2 separate regions of the Sus scrofa genome follow, and region 1 is linked to region 2. Evidence: chromatin contacts called from public HiChIP or PLAC-seq data. All regions are on one chromosome and are shown on one strand. The core of a region is the stretch at or near the end of the contact, and the rest is flanking DNA. Distances in the headings are between cores, read along the strand shown. Region 1 holds the start of MYCBP2 (E3 ubiquitin-protein ligase MYCBP2). Region 2 holds the start of FBXL3 (F-box/LRR-repeat protein 3).

The links. HiChIP or PLAC-seq counts read pairs in DNA pulled down with a chosen protein or histone mark.
Region 1: a contact with region 2 is called in an H3K27ac HiChIP or PLAC-seq map of alveolar macrophages. The contact joins the promoter of MYCBP2 here to the promoter of FBXL3 in region 2. A contact is called at or near these places in 2 of 2 datasets of contacts at active chromatin or transcription factors (alveolar macrophages and skeletal muscle).

Annotation. Positions count from the first base shown.
Region 1 is chr11:49,430,247-49,434,353 of Sscrofa11.1, forward strand. It overlaps MYCBP2 (E3 ubiquitin-protein ligase MYCBP2), which reads right to left and starts at 2,619. Exons shown (of 85, transcript XM_021065752.1): 1 at 2,025-2,619. The coding sequence starts at 2,326.
Region 2 is chr11:49,149,507-49,153,793 of Sscrofa11.1, forward strand. It overlaps FBXL3 (F-box/LRR-repeat protein 3), which reads right to left and starts at 1,874. Exons shown (of 5, transcript XM_003357868.4): 1 at 1,167-1,874.

The DNA of each region.
Region 1 (4,107 bases), core at 1,369-3,868, 280 kb after region 2:
TAAGCAAATCCTCAGTAAAGAATCATTACAGACCAAGACTTAGAAAAAATAATGTGAACTATAATAAATGATAATGTTCTGAACAAGCACTAGCAGGCAATATTATACAACTTAAGGCTGGTTTCCCTGAGTACTTCTTAAAATCCAGTACTTAATTAATTCTTCATTTAACCTTAATAAGCTTTTACAAAAATGGACCAAAGACTAAAAATCATTCAAAGATTTTATACTTGTGGTTAATCTACATTAATTTTGTCTAAAACCATTTATATAGTTCTAAATACAAAGAAAATGTATTACACAAGTATAGTTGTAGAAAGTTAAAACAGGAACCTAGCAGTCACAAAATATTGCGAAAGCTGGGAAATAACACGCAAAATAAATTCTGATTCTTTGAGGGGGTTTGTAAACATGTTCCTACAGAGCCATAATTTAGAGATTAACAGCTCAAAATTATATCTAATTATTAGAGCAAACTGTCTATTGAGGTTTTGTGCTATCTTCAAAAACATTAGCAAGAAACAGACTTGTACCACTGCGGTCTCCCATTTAAAGAGCAAAATGTAACTGACACCCATGTACATTGATATGATAAAACTACTCAAATCCCAGTCTTGTAAACAATTACACACATGGGAGTGGTTTACCCACAAGAGGTGTGAAGAAAGCTCCATCTTTACAACTCTCTGCAACGGATAAGAGCCACAGTACTTATCAGCCAACCAGAAATACCTAATTCACAGCCGAGCCCTTTTCACAATGAGAGAAAATGGCATCTGGTTATTACCCAACAAGCTGCACATTCAATAAATACAATTAACTCTGTAACTTACTGTACAAAATTCTGTGCTCTTCCTATGTACTGCACAGGGTGAGAAAAAAAAAAAAAAAAAAGATGAAGCCAACTCCCAATTACCACCGCCAAAGCCAAGCTGGTGAAACAAGTCAGTCACCATACTTCAGGGTGTGTGGCATGTAAGGGCATGGAAGGGAAAACAATAGGAGAGCCCTTAGCAAAAAGACACCCATATTTTAAGAAAAAGAAAATGAAAGTGATTTAACATCATCAAGGAAGCTGAACGTGCACCAAGCCTAGGAAAAGATCTAGGAGCTACTCAAATTTTCTAGTTGGTGGCAGCTGATCACTACACCAGCTGTCACATTTTGAAGTTCTTTAGGTTTCCACTTTTCCCCACAAAACGCCCTCTACTACTCTAAAGCTGAAAAGTGACAGAGGAAGTAGAACATAAGATGAAGGGAAATGGCCGATGGGACAAGAGAACACAAGCGCTGCTGCAACCACATCTCTAGATGACCAAGTGGTCCAGTTATCCAAATACGGCTCTAAAAATCTGTATCAGATACCTTTCACATCCACATAAACCTCCATCTGCATCCCCTTCGTATAAATCTCTTAAATTGAAACGCCATGCCTTATTCTACAACCCCCATGATTATCTAAAACTCATCCTATATAGATATATAATATATATGGCATTATCCTTAACCGATACCACTACTCCCCTTAAAGAAAGGCAAATTTGTTTTTTCAAAGGGGAAGCAGAAAGGTGAGGATGGAATGTCATAAGGGCTTGGGGGGGGGGGAGGGGGAAGAAAGACGTGCAAATACCATTGCGGCAGAGACATTGGAAACGCCACTTCCCTCATCACTCTTGCAAATTCCCCTCGTGCATTACCCTCTACTCATCCCTCCTCCAACAATACATACACGTGTCATAAACACCCCGCACCACCAGCTTTTCTAGCATCACACACTTCCTTCCCAACCCTCTCTTGCCCCCCACAAAGACAGTCACACACACTTAGAGCAGAAACTGCTGCCACCGCACCCTATCTCAGCAAGAGCTCCTACCACCTAGCATCAAGCGCTTGCTGAAAGACAGCTCAATAAATACGTACGTAGACACACAAACGCACGAGCGCGCGCACACACACACTCACACACACACACACACCGGCGCACATGCGGTTTGTGGCGCAAGGAAGGGCGTGTGGAGACGCACCTGGAGGCTGGGTGTCCAGCGCTGCTGCCCCCCTGGTCCCTGTCACTGAGCGCAGCTGTGTAAATCCTCCGGTAGCGGTCGGCCAGGGCCCGGCCTGACAGCAGCAGCTGGTAGTGACCCCGGGAGTCCGCGGCCGGCAGCCCCAGCCCCAGCCCCGCGGCCGCCAAGGAGCCCTCGGGAACCGGCATGAACAGCGCCCCCGGCGCCGGGGAGGAAGAGATGGTGGCGGCAGGGAAGAATCCGTCCCCGCCGGGCCCCGAGGAGGCGGCGGCAGGAGAGGCAGTCGCTGCGCACATCATCATCCTCGCCGCCGCCTTGTCCCCGCGGGCCGGGCAAGCAGACACGCGCGCGCACACACAGCCCTTTTCCAACGACGACCAGTCCGGCGGGGGCCTCTCGCTCCCGCAGCAGGGAGACTACAAAGACAGCGACCTCCTCCTCCTCCTCCTCCTCCCTCCCGCGCCGCCCTCGCCGCTACTGGGGCCGCTCATCTAACCCCGCCACCTCAGGAGTGTGAAGGAGGAGGCGGTGCCGCCGCTGCCGCCGCCACCACCGCTGCCACCGCCGGAGCTACCCGCAATGGGAAGCAGCCGGCCGCACTGGGCATGCGCCACTCTTCGCACATGCTCAGTCACTCCGGCCCCTTGCCCTCCCCACCCCCTCTGCGCCGCCACTCCCTCCGCCTCGGGGGTTTGGGTGTGGGGCCTTAGAGTCACAGAATCCAAAAGAAGTCCACTTCTCCAGGTTTTACTAGCAGTTTGAGGAAGAGTGTGGAAAGTGCTGCGGAGGTTGTCAGCTCTGGCTAGTCAGCTTCAGGTTTGGGTTCCCTCCAGGTGCGAGAACTGGGACCTGAAATAAAGAGGCCCTGTGCCCACCGCCAGAGGATGACTGTCAAGGCATTCCTGCTACCTTTCTGCAAAGTCTGTGCTGCCAACGGGGAGACGTACTGCACTTGGTGCTGGTTGAGCTCAGAATTCAAGACAGAGGCCAGTCGAATTGGAAGTCCCCTTGGCGATCTTACTTGGTTTTTTTTTTTTTTTTTTTTTTGTCATTAGGATTTTTCTGTTTAAAATAGCTTTTACTTACAAAGGACAAGTAGTAATTTAGTGCTTTTTTTTTTTTCTGTAAAAGTAGAATTCCCAGATATGAGAGTATTCACAAGTCAGTCATTCCCAAATTCTTCTCAACATTCATATCAGAGCCAAACTTTAACACAGTAATACTTTTCTAAAATAGTCATTTTTGATTCCACACTCACCATAAGAGGGCATTTTTATCTCTTGACAGTGGTCACTTCATGGTTTATCTTTTTTGCTCAGACTTATAAAGATAATTCTTGAATATTATCTGAAACTATAATTGTGACTGTGACTGTGTAACATCTGAAAATGTCATAATCTACCAAAGATCTTATCATTGTTACCTATAAAAATGTAATATTTGCTGAGTTCCCTGTTCCAAGCTATTCTGACTTCTTCTAAGCAAATGCTCTAGAAATACATATGCCAAAGATCCTGATTCCTATTTTTATCCTTTTGGCTCTCAATTTGAAGAGTTTGCCTATCTTATACTCCCAACAAAATCATTTGTCTAAGTCCTATCATCCCAGTGCTGTACCCTTTAAATACTTAGTGGATCTTAAGCATCTTTGAATGTCCTTCTCTAGGGGGAAAAAAAAGTGAAGCCTTGTTCACTGTTTAGAGAAATACAAACAAAAAGTGGGGAAGTAAATTCTAGTTTTTGCAAGGAGAGAGTGCCAAAGGAGTGCATTGTATCTGAGGCTTTGAATAATAAATGGATGTCATTTTGATTTTAAAAAGATAAGTAGAAGTGGAATAATGAAGACGGGAACAAAGAACAGGCATGAAAAATCACAGTATTCTCGTCATGTGAGTAGCACGGTTACACAGGTTTTGTACTGCCTCATTTCCTCAACTATCTTATAGGCTCCTTCAGAGCTTCTCATTTATCTTTGTGTCTTCCTTAGCCCCTGGTCTAGAACCTTGCATATGGTAGGTATCCAGTAAGTATTTGTTGGGGGAAATTCCTGTCCTGATGCTTAGGCACTGTTAACAAACCTGTA
Region 2 (4,287 bases), core at 624-3,123:
CTGCGTTGCTGTGGCTGTGGTGTAGGCTGGCAGCTGTAGCTGATTCAACCCCTGGCCTGGGAACTTCCATATGCTGTGGGTGTGGCTCTAAAAAGACAAAAAAAAAAAAAAAAAAAAAGGCGAACTAACAGTTTCTGGCCTAGTCGGGCAGCACAGGGAGTTACAGAATTAACTCCTCACATTTCCGGAGTCTCTGAAAGAAGCAGTCAACTTGTTCATCAAATGAAGAGCCTAAGAGAACACTCAGCCATGTGTCCCTCATTGTATTAGGCACTTTTAGCACCCTGCACTTGCAGTGATTTTAAAAGCCCTTTTGTATTTAGCTCTAAAAAGTCTTTCATAATATCAAAATTAGTATGCATTCTTTGGCTGAAATACAAGAGTAAAACATAAAACAGTGCAGAGACTAACTCAGAAATAAATGGTATCAGAGAGTGTGGTAGTGAAAATCTGTTTAGCGGTCATTTGTAGATAATTGGGAATTGACGGCATTTTTGTAAAGATTTCAGGGATAGGAAGACTCTGAAAGATCTGGGCCGCAATGGACAGGATCAGAAAATAACAGTCATCTCATCTCTTAGCTTGGAGGTGCAGGCCCATCATTTAATGGGTTGCCTCCTGTTCCATGTCTGCAATCCCACCTGAAAGGGCTGCTCTCGCTCATAGCAGGCGGGAAGCAGCCCATCACAAGTTGACCAAGTTTTCCACCCGGGGACGCGCGCAGGGGTGTCCCCTCCTCCCGCGCCACTCCCGAAAATAGGCTTTCCCAGACATTTCTCCTGCGCCCTACCCAGGGCAGTCTGTTTTGACACCTTAAAGTCTCTTTTCTCACGCTACAAGCACGGCCGTAACAGACACCGGGAAGAGCCTGGCAGAACAAGAGCTCCACGGTGCCGGTCCCCAGCCCCCGCCGAGGGTAACAAAGCCGACGGCAGGGGCGGCGCTGTCGCGGGAAGGCTGCAAGCGGCCGCCGCACACACACCACGCCTTTTTGACTTGTTTTGAAGCAGACACGGGGCAACGCCCCCGAGCAGGCTCCACCGCCCGGGCGCCGCGCCCCGCCCCGCGCTCCCGAGGGGCGGCCGGCGCGCGCCCGGGACCCCCTCTCCCTGTCGGCCCGCCCCGGCGCGGGCCAAGGTCCGAAGGCCCCGGCCCTCCAACGTTACCTGCTGCCAGGGGCGGCTTCCCCAACACAGCACCCCGGGCTCCGGGGGCGGCTGGTCCCGTGGCTCTCACATGAGGCCCCCGGGGCCCCGCGCCTCGCGCTCCCGCCTCCGCCGCCCCCCGCGCTCCGCTCGCATCCGAGGCGCTGGTCCCGGGGCGGGCGCCAACTCGGCTCCACCTTTGCGGCTCTGACGGCCGAGGGAAAAGCCTCTCTTCTCAGTCCCGCGCGGCCTGCGTGCTTCTGCCGGGACCCCCAGTCCCCTCAAGAGCCGCCTTCAGCGAGCTGCGAGCCCCGCGTAGTTACCCCTGCACCGCGGGCCCAGACACCGAGTCCAAAATGGCGCCCGGACTGACGGCCGCGCGCTTCCCCCGGCGCGTCTCCGTCGAGGGGGGCGGGCGCGTGTCCGCCGCGGCGCGTCCGCGGAGGGCGGGGTCGGGGGCTGGAGGGGGCCGCGCCCAAGCGGGAGCGCGCGCCACCCCGCCCGCCTCGGTGCTTCGTCCTTCTGGTTCCGGGCGGAGTGTCGGCTGCTTTCCTCTCTCTGATGAGACTGCGGCTTTTAGAGGGTTTTTCGTCTTGCAGCGAATGTGGGAGGGCTGGAGCCAGCTAGATGCCCAGGAGACTTTCAACGGTGGAAAGCGGAAAGTTTGAGGAGGTGGAGCAGCAAGAAGAAAGGAGCGAGAGTCTTTAGGGCCGGCCTTAGCCCAGCAGCTGGTTCCGGGCTCGGGGGATAAACAGCAGCTGCTGCAGTTGACACACCTCCGCGCGCCAGGCGGGGCCTCAGAAGGCCACGCCCGCCCCGCGTAACCCAAGTGGGTAAAATACGGGCTCTAATGATACACGCCTTGTATCCCTTAACGGGTATGTCATAATAATATACATCGTGTACACATACGGTGTTTTCATAAACTGCGGGAAATTAAAGCAAAGTGATGACAGTGTTAACGTTGGGATTACAGATGATTTTGATGATGATGATTTATAAATTTTAAAGTATTTTTATTTTTTCAATTTTCCTAAAAATGATTTTTGTCATCAGGGTTATTACTGTTTAACAATCGCCTTTAGGGAATTCCCCTGTTGCTCAGCGGTAACTCGAACCCGACTAGTTTCCATGAGCCCTCGGGTTCCACCCCTGGCCTGCTCAGTGGGTTAAGGATTCCGCGATGTGGTAAGCTGCGTGTAGGTCGCAGCCCTTGCTGCTATCTGGGGTTACTGTGGCTGTGGTGTAGACCAGCAGTGGCAGCTCGGGTTGGACCCTTAGCCTGGGAACTTCCCTATGCCGCGGGCCCGCCCCTGAAAAAACAACAACAAAAACAGCTTTATAAAGTAAATAGACTCCTGAAGTTTATAAATAGCTTTCTGAAACACAATGAGGAAAGTGTAAAGGACTAGATGTCTGCTTAAAACTCTGGTGAAACCTTTGGTAAACAGAGATATGTGTGTAACTGCTACCTAGTTTGTTTTAAAGTTTTAATTTTTGAATACTAGGTTTTCTTAAAGTTAGAACTGTCCTTAGTTGCAAAATCATAACGTGAGTCATGCATCCTCTCTCCTTCGAAAATAAAGCAAGTAGTTTTCCATCCAAATATGTCTTTTTGAATATCTGACCCATGTGTAGGAGACTGGAAGACTGTGATGCCCGCTCTTCTATGACTCCCCCCTCCCCAGATTGAGCTAGGAAGCCTTGTGTAAAATTTATGGTACTCTTCAATGGGGGGAAGGGAGGAAATGCCGCTGTTCTGTTAGGGCTTGGCTGTCTGATCAGCAAGTCAAACTGCACGAAGTTTCTAGAAACAAAATAATGTGGCTGTACCTGCACTGCAACATTGTTTAGGTGCCTCTGTGACTGGATGATAAAGGACAATAGGAAGACAGGCAGTGATAATTATTAGAGGAAGAAAAACAAGAAAATACAGGTCCATTTATTTAAAGGGATGTTAACAGAATAAATGATCAGCAAACCACATTAAACCAAATCAGCAAACATAACCAGTATATATTAATATATCACATTAAAACTTTCACACTCCAAATGTATCCCTTTCTTCGTTTGGTCTTTTTTTTTTTTTTTTTTTTAGGGCCACACCCTCAGCATATGGATGTTCCCAGACTGGGGGTCGAATCAGAGCTACAGCTGCCGGCCTACGCCAGAGCCACAGCAACGCCGAATCCAAGCCGAGTCTGCAACCTACACCACAGCTCACGGCAACACCGGATCGTTAACCCACTGAGCAAGGGCAGGGATCGAACCCGCAACCTCATGGTTCCTAGTCAGATTTGTTTCTTCTGCGCCACGATGGGAACTCCTAGAATTTTGTACTGCAGAAAATTACTATAGAAAACAAAACACTTTAGGAGATAGACCATAAATTAGGCCACAAAAGAAATTTAAATTCCATCATACAGTGTTTGTAAGACAGAATGCAATAAAGTGGGGAGTTCCCGTCGTGGCGCAGTGGTTAACGAATCCGACTAGGAACCATGAGGTTGCGGGTTCGGTCCCTGCCCTTGCTCAGTGGGTTAACGATCCGGCGTTGCCGTGAGCTGTGGTGTAGGTTGCAGACATGGCTCGGATCCTGCATTGCTGTGGCTCTGGCGTAGGCTGGTGGCTACAGCTCCAATTCGACCCCTAGCCTGGGAACCTCCATATGCTGCAGGAGCGGCCCAAGAAATAGCAAAAAAAAAAAAAAAAAAAAAGAATGCAATAAAGTTAGAAATAACTAACAAAAGGAGAGCTAAAAATGCCATTTGTTTGGATATTAAATAACATAATTATAATAAAACGTAAGTTATAAAGTCAATCATAAAAGAGATTAAAAAAGATTTTCTTGTGGGGTTCCCGTCGTGGCTCAGTGGTTAACGAATTCAACTAGGGACCATGAGGTCGTGGGTTTGATCCCTGGCCTTGCTCAGTGGGTTAAGGATCCGGTGTTGCTGTGGTGTAGGTCACAGACACGGCTTGGATCCCATGTTGCTGTGGCTGTGGTGTAGGCCGGCAGCTACAGCTCCAATTCAACCCCTAGCCTGGGAACCTCCATATGCCACAGGTGCAGCCCTAGAAAAGACAAAAAAAAAAAAAAAAAGAAAAGAAAAACTTTCTTGTATGATAATGAAAATGTTCT